3 separate regions of the Mus musculus genome follow, and all the other regions are linked to region 3. The links are chromatin contacts, called in public promoter capture Hi-C maps. All regions are on one chromosome and are shown on one strand. The core of a region is the stretch at or near the end of the contact, and the rest is flanking DNA. Distances in the headings are between cores, read along the strand shown. Region 1 holds the start of Clec7a (C-type lectin domain family 7, member a). Region 2 overlaps Clec9a (C-type lectin domain family 9, member a). Region 3 holds the start of BC035044 (cDNA sequence BC035044).

Evidence for each region. Promoter capture Hi-C pulls out the DNA fragments that hold promoters and counts their contacts. Capture Hi-C pulls out chosen DNA fragments and counts their contacts.
Region 1: a contact with region 3 is called in a promoter capture Hi-C map of liver, with 2.5 times the contacts expected there. The contact joins the promoter of Clec7a here to the promoter of BC035044 in region 3. A contact is called at or near these places in 3 of 39 promoter capture datasets (the HPC-7 cell line, cranial neural crest and hippocampal neurons), 1 of 115 datasets of contacts at active chromatin or transcription factors (large pre-B cells) and 2 of 9 other capture datasets (adipose tissue and liver).
Region 2: a promoter capture Hi-C map of liver shows a contact between it and region 3, with 4 times the contacts expected there. The contact joins the enhancer-like site here to the promoter of BC035044 in region 3. A contact is called at or near these places in 7 of 39 promoter capture datasets (the 3T3-L1 cell line, cranial neural crest, hematopoietic stem and progenitor cells and 3 more) and 1 of 9 other capture datasets (adipose tissue).

Annotation. Positions count from the first base shown.
Region 1 is chr6:129,470,365-129,474,127 of GRCm38.p6, reverse strand. It overlaps Clec7a (C-type lectin domain family 7, member a), which reads left to right and starts at 1,343. Exons shown (of 5, transcript NM_001309637.2): 1 at 1,343-1,545; 2 at 3,131-3,229. The coding sequence starts at 1,443. The region is part of intron 2 of Gm45969 (a long non-coding RNA gene); the gene reads right to left.
Region 2 is chr6:129,421,255-129,425,475 of GRCm38.p6, reverse strand. Clec9a (C-type lectin domain family 9, member a) reads right to left here. Exons shown (of 7, transcript NM_001205363.1): 7 at 712-3,250. The coding sequence ends at 3,118. It also overlaps a transcript of Clec12b not described here. Among named protein-coding and RNA genes, the nearest start is that of Clec9a, 15 kb to the right of the region's middle. Within about 2 kb of position 2,270, at least 103 of the 459 cell types and tissues checked have an H3K27ac peak or open chromatin away from gene starts, as enhancers often do. A contact at or near this core is called in adipose tissue and liver, where this site is marked.
Region 3 is chr6:128,889,400-128,893,724 of GRCm38.p6, reverse strand. It overlaps BC035044 (cDNA sequence BC035044), which reads left to right and starts at 2,601. Exons shown (of 3, transcript NM_001254946.1): 1 at 2,601-2,908. The coding sequence starts at 2,758. It overlaps Clec2i (C-type lectin domain family 2, member i), which reads right to left. Exons shown (of 6, transcript NM_020257.2): 2 at 827-897; 3 at 1-109.

The sequences.
Region 1 (3,763 bases), core at 94-2,593, 580 kb before region 3:
TGTTTGGGATTTGCAATATAGTATCTTTTCTCTGGCATGAGAAGTCCACCACCCTGAACAGTCTCCTCAAGGGCAAACATTCGAGGATGATTGTCCTTGCTCTTCCTCACAGTCTCTGGGAATTGGAGGAGAGTGCATTGTTTCCAGGTGTGCCACTGCCTCAAGTCATAAAGATGAGGAGTTTCTTAGTTTAATAAGTGCCAATTGACAAGTCCTGATGAAGACTCACTCTAGCTATCCCTTTAGTATTGCAGCTTTTTTTTTATTAGCACACTCTAGCCTTGAAAAAGTCTTCAAATTTTGTTTTGTGGACTCTGACTTCCATTCATGGAAAACCTTCTTCTCCAATTCAATCATATCCTTAAACTAAGTCTATTCTCATTTCTTTGATGTTCTCCTTGTTGACTTACAGCAGTAATCAAGTGATGGTTGTTTCAAAACTGTACTTATTTGATCATTTTTTGTTAATCTGAGAATTGCAAGAGAGGAGAGAGAGAGAGAGAGAGAGAGAGAGAGAGAGAGAGAGAATGAGAATTTATTTTTATGTTTCAGGCTATTATATGTATCATAAGAGTCCAGAAGAATGAAGCCAGTGCAACAGTAAGTAATTCCAAGTCTTAAAAACTTAGTAGACTTTGTTCTAGTCCCTTGTTCTAGTTTTGAAATTTCCATCTTCGAGTATCCATGTCTTCTTCTCCTTATTTGAAAATAGTAATGCTAATATGTGCTAAAGCGTAATTCTTAGAGAGGGCGACAGAATGAGAATGCGGGTGTGCTGTGAAGTAACTAAGGCAGAATCATTCCCAGTAAATGTTTGCGCCTATCTATTTCTACTCCATGATAAACCTCCAAGAGAATCATTCGCTTTGTGTCGCTGGAGTGATGTACTTTGGATGCTCAGCTGTGATTCCTCCATCAGGCAATAAATTTCCTTGTGGAGAGCCTTCCGCCAATGCTGCCGACTCCAGGCAGTTATAGAGTATTTACTACAATGGATGGCATGAACACATGAAAGGATGTGGGGATGCAATCAGAGTTCTAACAAGCCAGTGTCGAATTCAAGACACTCAAACTGCTTAAAAGTTTATGTAGGCCATACCAATTAATCGTGTCAGTTTCAATGGGGAGTGTAACCAATGTCTTTTAAGACTGTAGTCAATGGATCAGTCATACAGTTGATCTAAAACGACAGTCATGCATCATACAGCATTTCAGTTTTCTTCAGAAGTTACAGCCTCAGAAACAGGATCTAGAGGAAAAAAGGGAAATTACTCCAACGCGTTTTCATTTCCTGCTTTGGGCACTGGCTTGACTACTTAAGCTGTGCTCCATGAACCTCGCAAAGGGCTGTTTCAGGGTTTGGGTTAGTGAGCCTCATCCTGGCAGTTATTTTATAGTAAAGAACATTCAAGTGCTCTGCCTACCTAGGGCCCTGTGAAGCAATGAAATATCACTCTCATATAGAGAATCTGGATGAAGATGGATATACTCAATTAGACTTCAGCACTCAAGACATCCATAAAAGGCCCAGGGGATCAGAGAAAGGTATCCATTTTCTTTCTGCTAACAGCACCTTTGTTCTCATTAACTGAAATAACAGAAGTAGAGACCTGGAGAGATTCTTGATTTGTAGAACTGCCTACAAAAATATATTTTCATATATGCGTGTGTGTATGATATATATTTGGTATATGTGGTATGTATATGATATGTATATATATATATATACATGTATACACACATATATATGTATGTATGTATATATATGTATATATATATATATATATATGTATATATATATATATATACATGTATACACACACGTGTGTGTGTGTGTGTGTGTGTGTGTATAGTTTTAAAGACTGCTGGAAGTCATCAACGACTTCCACAAATTGCTTTTGGTTTATGGCAGAAAACAGGACTACTCTACTCTACAGTCAGAGGTAGCACTGGTAACATGAGTAAAAGAGAAAGATGAAAGAATTTTAGTAGAGTTGCTTTTTCCTTGTTTTTTAGCAACTTGTGAGGGGGCCAGGAAACAGATAAACGAACAACCTGTACAATCATACAACACAGTATGCTAAAGTCATGGTCCTCTATGCAACCATAGAGGAGTGTGTGGGAAATAAAAATGAATGCATCTTTGGTTAAACCCAAAGAGAAGCCAGGAGTCATGGGGTGTAAATCCCAAATCCGCTATGCTCTTTTGGTAAGAGATTAATTTGGATTTTATAAAACGAGATGTTAGTATGTCAGCTATGGAAAACACAAGCTACATTAAAATGTCTCATTATCAGGAGATAGATATTAAAACGGAAACAAGACAAGAATAAAGGACATTAAAGTCCTAACACGGAGTGAGTGTTTTAGTCTCTTTCAGGGTCACCTATTGGGCAGCTCTATGACTTGGCTTTCTGTTGTTGGTATCATCAGCTTAAAACAAAAATCAGTTCGCTGTTAACTTAAAGGAAGAGATGACTGACGGGTTCTAATGTCAGTTTGTTTTCTTCCGCTTTTTGATGTTCACATTATGCAATTATTTATAACCACTTACACAATCACTCTCTTGTGAAATTTGCTTGGAAAATAGTCTAAAAATTGATTGAGGGAAGGGGCATGGCTTATATGCGTATGCTGCGTAAACTAAAGTGCTCAGTCCCAGCAACAGTATTTGAAGGTACTATTGATCTAATTTCAAAACTTGGAAATAAAAAAAATAAATAAAAACAAAGGCATAGAGAAAATAACTTGTTTAAATCATGCACCATATAAATGACAAGAAAAAGCTATCCTTAGTCATTGGTGCTGTTTCTCCTACAGAAAGCTATTTGCTCTGTGACCAAGTAGGACTTCAGGGAATGGATAGTGTCCAGATCTATAGACTAGCCTGTGAGCCTACAATGGAGGAGTTACAGATGGTATGGCCATGATGCCATGGCTGAAGCAATGGAGGAAGAGGCATCCTGAAGTTGGAGGAAAATGGAGATTTACACTACAATGTTAGATTCTCAAGTCGCTAGAGCCTAGTGTCTGCTGATCCCTTTAGAACCACCCAAATTTCAGGGAACTAAGCTGTTAAAGAGTTCCATCATCTTCCCTCATTTTCTTTCTCATCTCTCTTACTTTCCAGGAAGCCAGGCTCCATCTTCACCTTGGAGGCCCATTGCAGTGGGTTTAGGAATCCTGTGCTTTGTGGTAGTAGTGGTTGCTGCAGTGCTGGGTGCCCTAGGTGAGTATGGGTGAGGGAGGTTGATGCAGTCGTAAACAGTGATTATGCAATTAATTGATGCCAAGAACTCTCTCAAGGGCTTGGCATGCATAACCTCATTTAATCTGTATATTAATTCCATTAAGTTTGTGCTATTAATTTCTGTTTTAGTTATAGGAGAATTGAGAGAGTGGAAGATTAACTCTTCCATAGTTATAACCTAGTTATTGGTGAGATTATAAGAAATGGTGGATTATAGAAAATCTGCTTAGTAAAACATATATTCATGAGTATATTACTCTACTATAGATAGGTGATTTTCTTTTTAAAGTAAAACTGAAAGTAAAAGTTAGTGGAGGGAAACTTGCAGAGTCAAAAGAAGCCTAATCTTTCCTAGGAGACAGATGTATTAAATGAGTTTTGTGTAATTTTTGAACATCTCATGACATGATACATGGGAATTATCTTTTTTTTATTTAGGTATTTATTTCAGTTACATTTCCAATGCTATCCCAAAAGTCCCCCACACGCTCCCCCACCCACTCCCCCACCCTC
Region 2 (4,221 bases), core at 1,021-3,520, 530 kb before region 3:
TGTAGGCAACTGAGCTAGCGGCACTGTCCACAAATCTCTGGCTTGTAAATACAGCCCCGTATATATACAGGGTGGATAACATCAGCCGCAGGATGTTTGCATTCAGTTTCCTTGTACTTTTTTTGGGAAGAATTGTCAATGCTTCCCATCCTTTTTCTAAACATAGCCAGATGACAAGCCTTTGAAGAAGCTCAGAGACAAACAGTCTTCACTGTTAAAAATCACCATTGTTCCTCTGTTTTCCAGGATAGTATATTTAGCTACCAGCTGCCAGCTGTGAAAACCAAACAGCCTACAACCTTGACAGTCTGTGGGCTCTTGACTCTCCCAGGATCAGCATAAAATGAAAGAAATTTCTTTTCCCTTTTTTGAGTGTGTGTGTGTGTGTGTGTGTGTGTGTGTGTGTGTGTGTGTGTTGCTTCCACCTTTTAAACCACCTCATCAGTGTAAATAAATAAAAGTAAGACAAAGACATGATCATCTCAATGCTACAGGACCAAGCCACTGAAAAAATGACTTCAAGTCAAAGGAAACCTAGTTTCCTTTAAATAATTTCTGCTACTTCAGTTAATTAGGTTTTATTATCATTACTACCATCATTTTCATTATTGTCATTTATCTAAGTTATGCCTTTTTAATGTAAAGGGAAAGATGGAAATATTGTACCTCTAGGCTTCTTTTTGTCAGAATAAAAGATTAGATACAATCATACTGAATTTATCAAATATTTATTAAGAGCATGTTATGTATGTAGTATGATTTAGAGATGACACATTATAAGTACGGAACATGATAACTATAATTAGCTAATTTTTCTTCTGGTAGATAGCACTCATTTTCATTTACCCTTTCTTATCTAAAGTATCATTTTTTATAGTTTGCATGTAATATTTGGATGGTGTTCTTAAGCAGTATTTTGAAGTGAATTGTATTACAGTTTTATAGCAGGAAGGTTGAGACACAGGCAGTTAGAGGAACTAGGTTGTTCATCTTGTTCATCTTGTCAGCGCAGACTGAGCCGTTTGATCTGTGAGCAATAGGATGGAAGGCTCCACCTACACAATGGGACATGCTGATGTCCATGCTAATCCTTCCCCTACATGAAATTCAAAGAGTACCTTTCCCAGCAGAACTCTGCAGTCTGAAAAGCACCATAGACAGAAAAAGCCCTGGTTCCTTCTGAGGCAGATCAGAGGGACTCAATGACTCTACAGCTTTGGGGCAGAAGTTAAACCCTGTTAAATGTTCATTTTTATGAAGTACTGCTAAGTGCTATTCGAATTGTCATGTACTGGGGTTTTATTAAGTATTTATTGTAAACACACTTTTATTGTCTGTGAACGTGAATTCAAGCTATCAGCCAAGCAGCCTTTTTACTAACATCTGGCCAGACTGCCCTCATGACAGTCCAGCCAGCAGTTTGGGCACTTTACTCTGAAGCCCCTCTAGCTACTGAAGAATACCACCACCCCATGGCTGAAGACATGCTCCAGTTGTGACTGCTCCCACAACTGGAATAGCCTATGGAAAACAGCACTCTAACTAAGCAAGGGAAGCCTTTTGGCAAATTGCCCAAGGCCCAGCCTGTCCTGCAGTTCTCATTTGGGCCAGAGAGGGAGCACTTCCAACCATGAACCTAGGGAAGATCTGTGACTGTAAACAAGAGTCTGTGCTGTGATTGGTGCAAACACAGTCCTTGAAGAGCTACTGTGAAGGTGCAGACACCCGCACTACACCCACTTCTTATCTATTAAATGGGCTGTTTAGTTCAGTTTTAGAGTCAGCCAGGACACCCCCTCCTCTGACACTCCTGATGCTGTAACATTAACACCAATAAAAGACTTCCCGAATGGTCCTTTTTCTCCTCCTTTGCCCTGCATTAGAAGAGTAGCCTGAGCTGCTAACACAAAGAGAAGATGCAGAAGCACAAGATGGGAGCAAAGGCAACCAAGCAGAGCAAGCAGCTCTAGTGGTGACAGCAGTTACCGTGGCAGTCGACAGACAAGAGAACACCTGAAAAATTCCAGAGATGGGTCATGGCAGAAAGGATGGGCAGCAGAAACAGAGAGACTGAGGAATGGTAGAGTTAGAGAAATGAGAGAAGGCAGAAAAGCAAGGCTGAGTAAAGACAGAAGACTGTGGCCAACCAGGAAGGAGAAACACGGGCTTGGAGACCTGGAAGAGTGCCAAGCAGCTGCAGTCTTTGGAACCAAGGATCACAGAAAACCTATGCTGAGAGCTGTAACACTAACAGCCAACAAGGGCTGATGGGAGATTCCTGCATTCTAGACCAGAGGACTGTAATAGTAGTCACTGCAGAGTTAATGCCCCACCACCCTAAAGCCATCCAAGAGCTATAACACTAGTGGGAGCTGCTTGCTGCTACTGACTGCTGTCTGGTATTGCTGCTAAAGGTTAGGGATTGTAAAAGCTGCCAAGACCCAGAGCCAGTAGTGATTAAAACGAAAAGCTATAAGCCTTCAACCTGAGCACTCAGATCCCGGAGCAATAGCCCCCTAGCTCCAAGGGTTAGAAACTGTAAATCTCTATATCTGTGAGGTCATCCCCCAGGCCCTGGGCCTCAGAAGAAGATTAAAAACACTGGAGGTCCCCATTCTGCTCATTTTTACCTAGAGCCAAAGGACCCCTGGCGTATGATTGGTGGTAATACTACAGTTTAGAAATCCATCTCTCTCCTCTCAGTGTGTGATCTTATGATCTATAATTACTGGAAGGTGACCTGAAGAAAATTTTGTCAGTTGTAAGTATAGTAGATAGAATTGTTTACTAAAAGTACAAACCAAGGATTGCATAAAAACTCCCACAAGGACAGCTAGATCTCGGTGTGGTATGGATCGTCACTTTGGACTTTCAAACACACAGGAAATTATTTTCTCTTCTTTGTTCTCACTGAGTCAGATCTTCTGTAGCTCTAAATCAATTTTTTCCTTGGCACAATGGACAAGGTCAACTGAAATCTGCAAAGCGTTACAGACTATTGCCAAGTGTAAATAAAAAATCAAGCTTGCCTTCATAGTCTCACATCAATCTCCTCCTGTGTTTGCTCTTTGGCCTCTTTCAAACACTTGTGTAACAGGTAGCTTTGAGTTGTATCTTTCAGATGCAGGATCCAAATGCCTTCTTCTCACAGATAAAATATTTCCAGCTATCGCACTTATCTGAGATGAGAGTAGAATCTTTGAGGTATCCACAGATCTGGCCGGCTGATCGCTGTCTTTCTGCTGGCAACCTGAAAAAGTAAGGTAACTTCTCAGGTTAGAGGTTAGATGTGAAGATGACAGTGGTATTTGAAAGGGAAACTCTCCAGAGATGCTGTTGGATTTATTTTAGTTTGCTTTAATGTGGTAGCCTTCTGTGGTGGTTTTGTCCTCCTTCAAATAGCATCTATTAAGTTTTACAAAGGATATGTTGATATAATTTGAACAAATAGTTTCTAAAGAAAACCAAGCCATGTTTGCATAAAGGTAGGTGAGAGCCAATGCGTTTCTCTCGGCTCTGTTCTCAACATACTAAGGCACTTGGTTGTACCCATGAAATGCCATTCTCATCTGGAAAGCTCAATATAGAAATCGATCAATAGTTATCACAGTCTTTTTACCAGAAAGTTTTCTCAGCATTAAGTGATACAAAGGACTAACAGTTTATTGGCCATTTAGGCATTTGGATTATGAAAACAACTTTATAAAGGATATGGTAGGAGGGCTGGTAGGAAGATTCAGAAGATGTTCAGGGTAGTTTTATGTTAACTTGACGCAAAGCCTGAAGTCATCTATGAGGAGGAACCTCAATTAAGAAACTACAGGCAGGTCTGTAAGGCCTTTTCTCAGTTAGTGATTGGTGGGTGAGAGCTCAGCTCACTGTGGTGTTATCATTCCTTGGCTGGCAAGTCTGGGTTCATAAGAAAGCAGGCTGAGAAAGTCATGAGGAATAAGCCGGTAAGCCGTATCCCTCTATGGCCTCAGTATCAGTTCCTGCCTCCAGGTTTAAGCCCTGCTTGAGTTCCTGTCCTTACTTCCCTCGGTGATGAACAGCAATGCGGACTTGTAAACAAAATAAACCCACTCCTCCCCAACTTGCTTTTTGGTCACAGTGTTTTATCACAGCAATAGAAAACCTAACTAATAGGGAAGCAATAAAACCAAGTCTTAAGTATACGAGTCACAATTCCAATCAGGAGCCTGTAAAAGTATCAGGCTTCTT
Region 3 (4,325 bases), core at 1,352-3,851:
AGAGCAATTACAGCTACAGTGAGGACCATGATCACTCCATAGCAGCAGTAAAGTTTAACAGGAGACACAGTGGAGATGATTCTGAAACATTTTCCTTGGACAATTTTACCTGAAAATATGAATATAAGAATGATAATTTTTAAGAATTTCTTAAGGAAAATAAAATAAATTCACCACAAAGCTTTACAATTGCCTATCAGTTCCTGAAAGGCTTCTGCCAACCCTTTTAGAGAAGGCCCTGGTCCACAAAGGATGTCCATGGTAGAAAGAAGTCTAGAGAGGATGGAAACAGAACTTCTGCCAGGGAGACTTCTGATCACTGAACTCAGGGTGAATAATGGAAGAGCAAAAATGGACGGAGTGGAGATCCCAGTGACATGCAAACAACAAAAATCTGGTTTTGGCTCCATAAAAAGCGCCCTGGCTAGAAGGAGTTGTAGAAACACTAGAAAATAAATTGATGTAATTAGATGTATTACAAAATAAGAAAAGAGGAAAAATTAGAAATATCTCAATAAACAACAAAAATATGTGGAAAATGGAAGTGAAAGGAACTTCTTCAACCCTACAAAATTCATCCATTAAAAACAAAGCAGTAAGTCCAACTTCAGTCAGCTGCACTCTCAATGGTGCCATTATGAATGTGTTCCCAGCAATCAGGAGCAAGAGTCAGATGTCTGCTCATTACTCCAGGTAGACTTTTCCCAGGAGGTGCTCGCCAGGACAAAGAAATAGGGTCAGGTGTCTGGAGAATGGCTCAGCTGTTAAGATCTCTTTCAGCTCTTCCAGAGGACTTGAATTGAAGGTAGCTTACAACATTGCACACCTCCAGTTCCAAGGGGTCCATTGCCCTCTTCTGGCTTCTGTACACACTGGGCATTCATGTTATGTACAAACCTGCAGGCAAACAGCCACATACATAAAATGAGTCTCTTAAAGAACGAAAGGAGGTTTATGCTTCTCAGAAACAGGTGAAAGTGTTTCTTTTCACAGATGACAGGGTTCTATCTACATAAAAATCCAAACAAATCTACAAAAGACCGTTGGATGTAAAAAAAAAAAAAAAAAATGAGTTTATAAAACTGCAGGACAGGGTGACAGCATGGTAAAATCAGTTGTATTGTCCTGTCAAGTGGAAATTAATATCTTAGACAGTAATGCCAAAAAAACATAAAATTACAAATCTAAAAATAGGATGTTCATAGTCAGCATAACAAAAACTACATGTAAATATATAAAGAAATAAAAAGGAAAGTTGGCTCAGTGGTTTCGAACATTTGTTGATCTTTCAGAGGACCTGGGTTAAATCTAGAACCAATATAAGAGCTCACAAGCCTCTGTAAATCCATATTCAGGAAGTCTGAGAACTTTCCTAACCTTGGTGGGCACTAGGAATGCACACAATCCATAGATATCTATGCAGGCGAAGCACTCGTACATGTTACATTTTTGAAATAAAGAAAGAAATCAAGGCAGCGCTAAACACATAATGAACTAGAACACTCCATATTGCTCATGTCAACAATTTCTGAACACACATATATGTGTAACATATTCCAGAGATGTAGTTGCCTTCAGAAAAAAAAAAATCATAGCACCAAGTTGTATGAGAAGTAATATGAAAATTAAAAAGAGTCAAAAATTAATAGTCAAAAATTATTCTGAGAATGAAGAGGTCAAAATCAGAAAGATCACAAGGCCTGACCTGATGTCTCATGTTCTCATGGGAACAGGAATGAAAGCCTGGTGCTAGCATCAGAGTAGACACTGAAACAACACAGCAGAAAACAGGACTCCACAATGAGGTCAAACACATGTGGGTGGTCAAGAGACACTTAACAGAGATGAACAGTCTTTAGACAGGGAAAAGATGGCATCACTCCCGTGTGTGCTACTGAAACAACCTTCTATCTGTCTCCTAAAAAAATAAATAAATAAATAAATAGGCATAAATTTCTACAGTCCATTTGTAGACATAGAGATCCAAGCACAAAACTTAATATCATAAAGTCATTTGATTTTTAGAAAAGTAAGGGAATGTTTGTGAACTTGTCTTGGGCAAAATCATCTTCGATTTAAGAGCAAAATCACTGTCTGCATAACAGGATGGTTATACATTGATGTGGATGTCCATGTTGAGGTAGAACTAACAACTTCTTAAGGCTAAATTTTACAGCTTCTACAAAGCTGTTTGTAAGTGTAAAATGTGATATGCTCCCATCCTACCCACATATTCCCATGCTGGAAAGGAATTCAAGTTGCAAGACATCTTTATGTGAATATTTGCAGCAGCTTTAAGGATCCCTGTGAAAATGACACATTTGTGACCATTAAAATATCCCCAAGCTGATGACAAGGTAAACCTCTCAACACAAGAAACAACTTGGAACACATGCCTGTGCTTGCCTTATCTCATGCCACTTTAACAGGCCAAATGTCCCAAGGGCTTCTTCCCCAAAGTGTCCCTAAACTAACCCGAAAGTAAGCTCATGCAAAGGTCAGAGAGCTACAGGAAGTCCCAGTTTCCTTTGTGAAGAGACCCCCAACTGCCACTATTCACTTCCTCCTATCACTTCTCTAGAAGTTTCCTGACAGCTTTTCACAACCTCTTTGCATAGTATTTGCTGGTGAGATTCTTAAAAATTTCTGAACTCAGAGCATGATTCTGTGTAGGCGATGCTATGGGTATGATCCCTCAGCATCTCACCAGCAGTGCATGTTTCTGACACACTACTGATTAGCACTGCACTGTGAGTGATGAGCAGAAGGCATTGCTGTGACAAGCTGAAAGAACTCTTGTGGGACTTCTCTGCTTCATGGACCCATTTTAAGTCATCTGGAAAGGTGACTACTCATGGCTGTGGCGGAGGAGTGGTGAGAGTGTCTGCAGCAGACAACGGGGAAACAGGTAGGGTAGGGGGTCTGTATATATTTTTAAAATGACTGTTTTAGTCTTATTTATTTTACATTTAAGAGTGCTTTGTCAGCTAAATGTAAGAATGTGTGAATGTAATGTATGTATGTATGTATGTAGTGTACTACATGCATGATTACTGTTAGAGGAATTTAGAAAATATATTGGATCCCTGGAATTGGAATTAGGGGTGGGTGTTGAGCCACCATATGTGTGCTGGGAGTGAAACCTCAGTCCTTAGCAAGAGCAATAAATGCTCTCAGTGGTTGAGCCAAGTCTCCAGCCCCTATGTATCTTAATGAAGAACACCTGATTATATGTTTTCAAAATTCACAGAAATGTATACCAAATGAATTAATTTTATTGAGTGCTAATTATAGTTTTTACAGAGTTTTCACTGACTTTAATCCTTGCATTTTGTGCATTTTCGCACACCTAAAATACCAGAAAGCTTCTATTACATTAACAAGGAGGGAAAGGAGCCTTAGGATTAGAAAGAAGGCTTTAAGCACTGAGCTTTTGCATTTTGGATCCACACAGAACTCCCAGCCTTAATTCTTTCTAGTTCTACAGAATATAAAATGATAGCATAATAAATTCGCCTGTGCTCATTTCCAGCCCCAGCACCTCTCAGCCATGTGCTGCTGGGAGCCCTCCTCAGCCCTCCTCACACTCCCTATAGAAAGGAAGTCTTGGGAGATTTCTAAACCCCTTCAGATTGTAAAGGAGTGGTTTGGTTTCATTGTGATTTCAGGTTCTGCACTGTGATTTCAAAAATCTTTCCAAATCGAAGAAAAGAGTGTAAACTCCTGTCTGCTTTTAGCTAACAAACCCCTCTACAACTGATGAACAATGTTGGCCTTTCAGTGCCTGACTAATTTGTCTCAGCATGTCACCCAGGTCCAGCCATGTTGTCACAAAAGACATCCTATCTTACTAGTACATAGTATTCCAGTATATATGGGAGTATGTATCACAGGTTTTCCACACTCATCCACTGATAGATGCTGATGTCTGTTTGGTTGGAGCCTCCGACTTGGCCCATACCCCACACCTCCCACCACCCCAGCCCTGGCACCCAAAGCCCAGTTCCACATTCATGGTAGCTGTAGCAACCTTGTCCCCAGCCTAGGTGACCACGCTGGGACTCAAGCCCAGCTTGTGGCAGACAGGTCATTTTCCTTCACCAACAATCTATAAAAACACCTTCCCTGCCATAGCCTGGGCAGGACTTCCACCTTGTGCCCTGAGACTGGTGACCTTGCCCTGGAACTGTTCTGAAATAAATATGCTTTTCTACTTTTAATTCAGCTCGAGTTGGCTTATTAAGTCATCAGAGAAGCCTACTAGTGTGTTCCATGTGCTGGCTATTGTAAACACACAAGCAAGTAAAAATATCTCTTACCAGGGG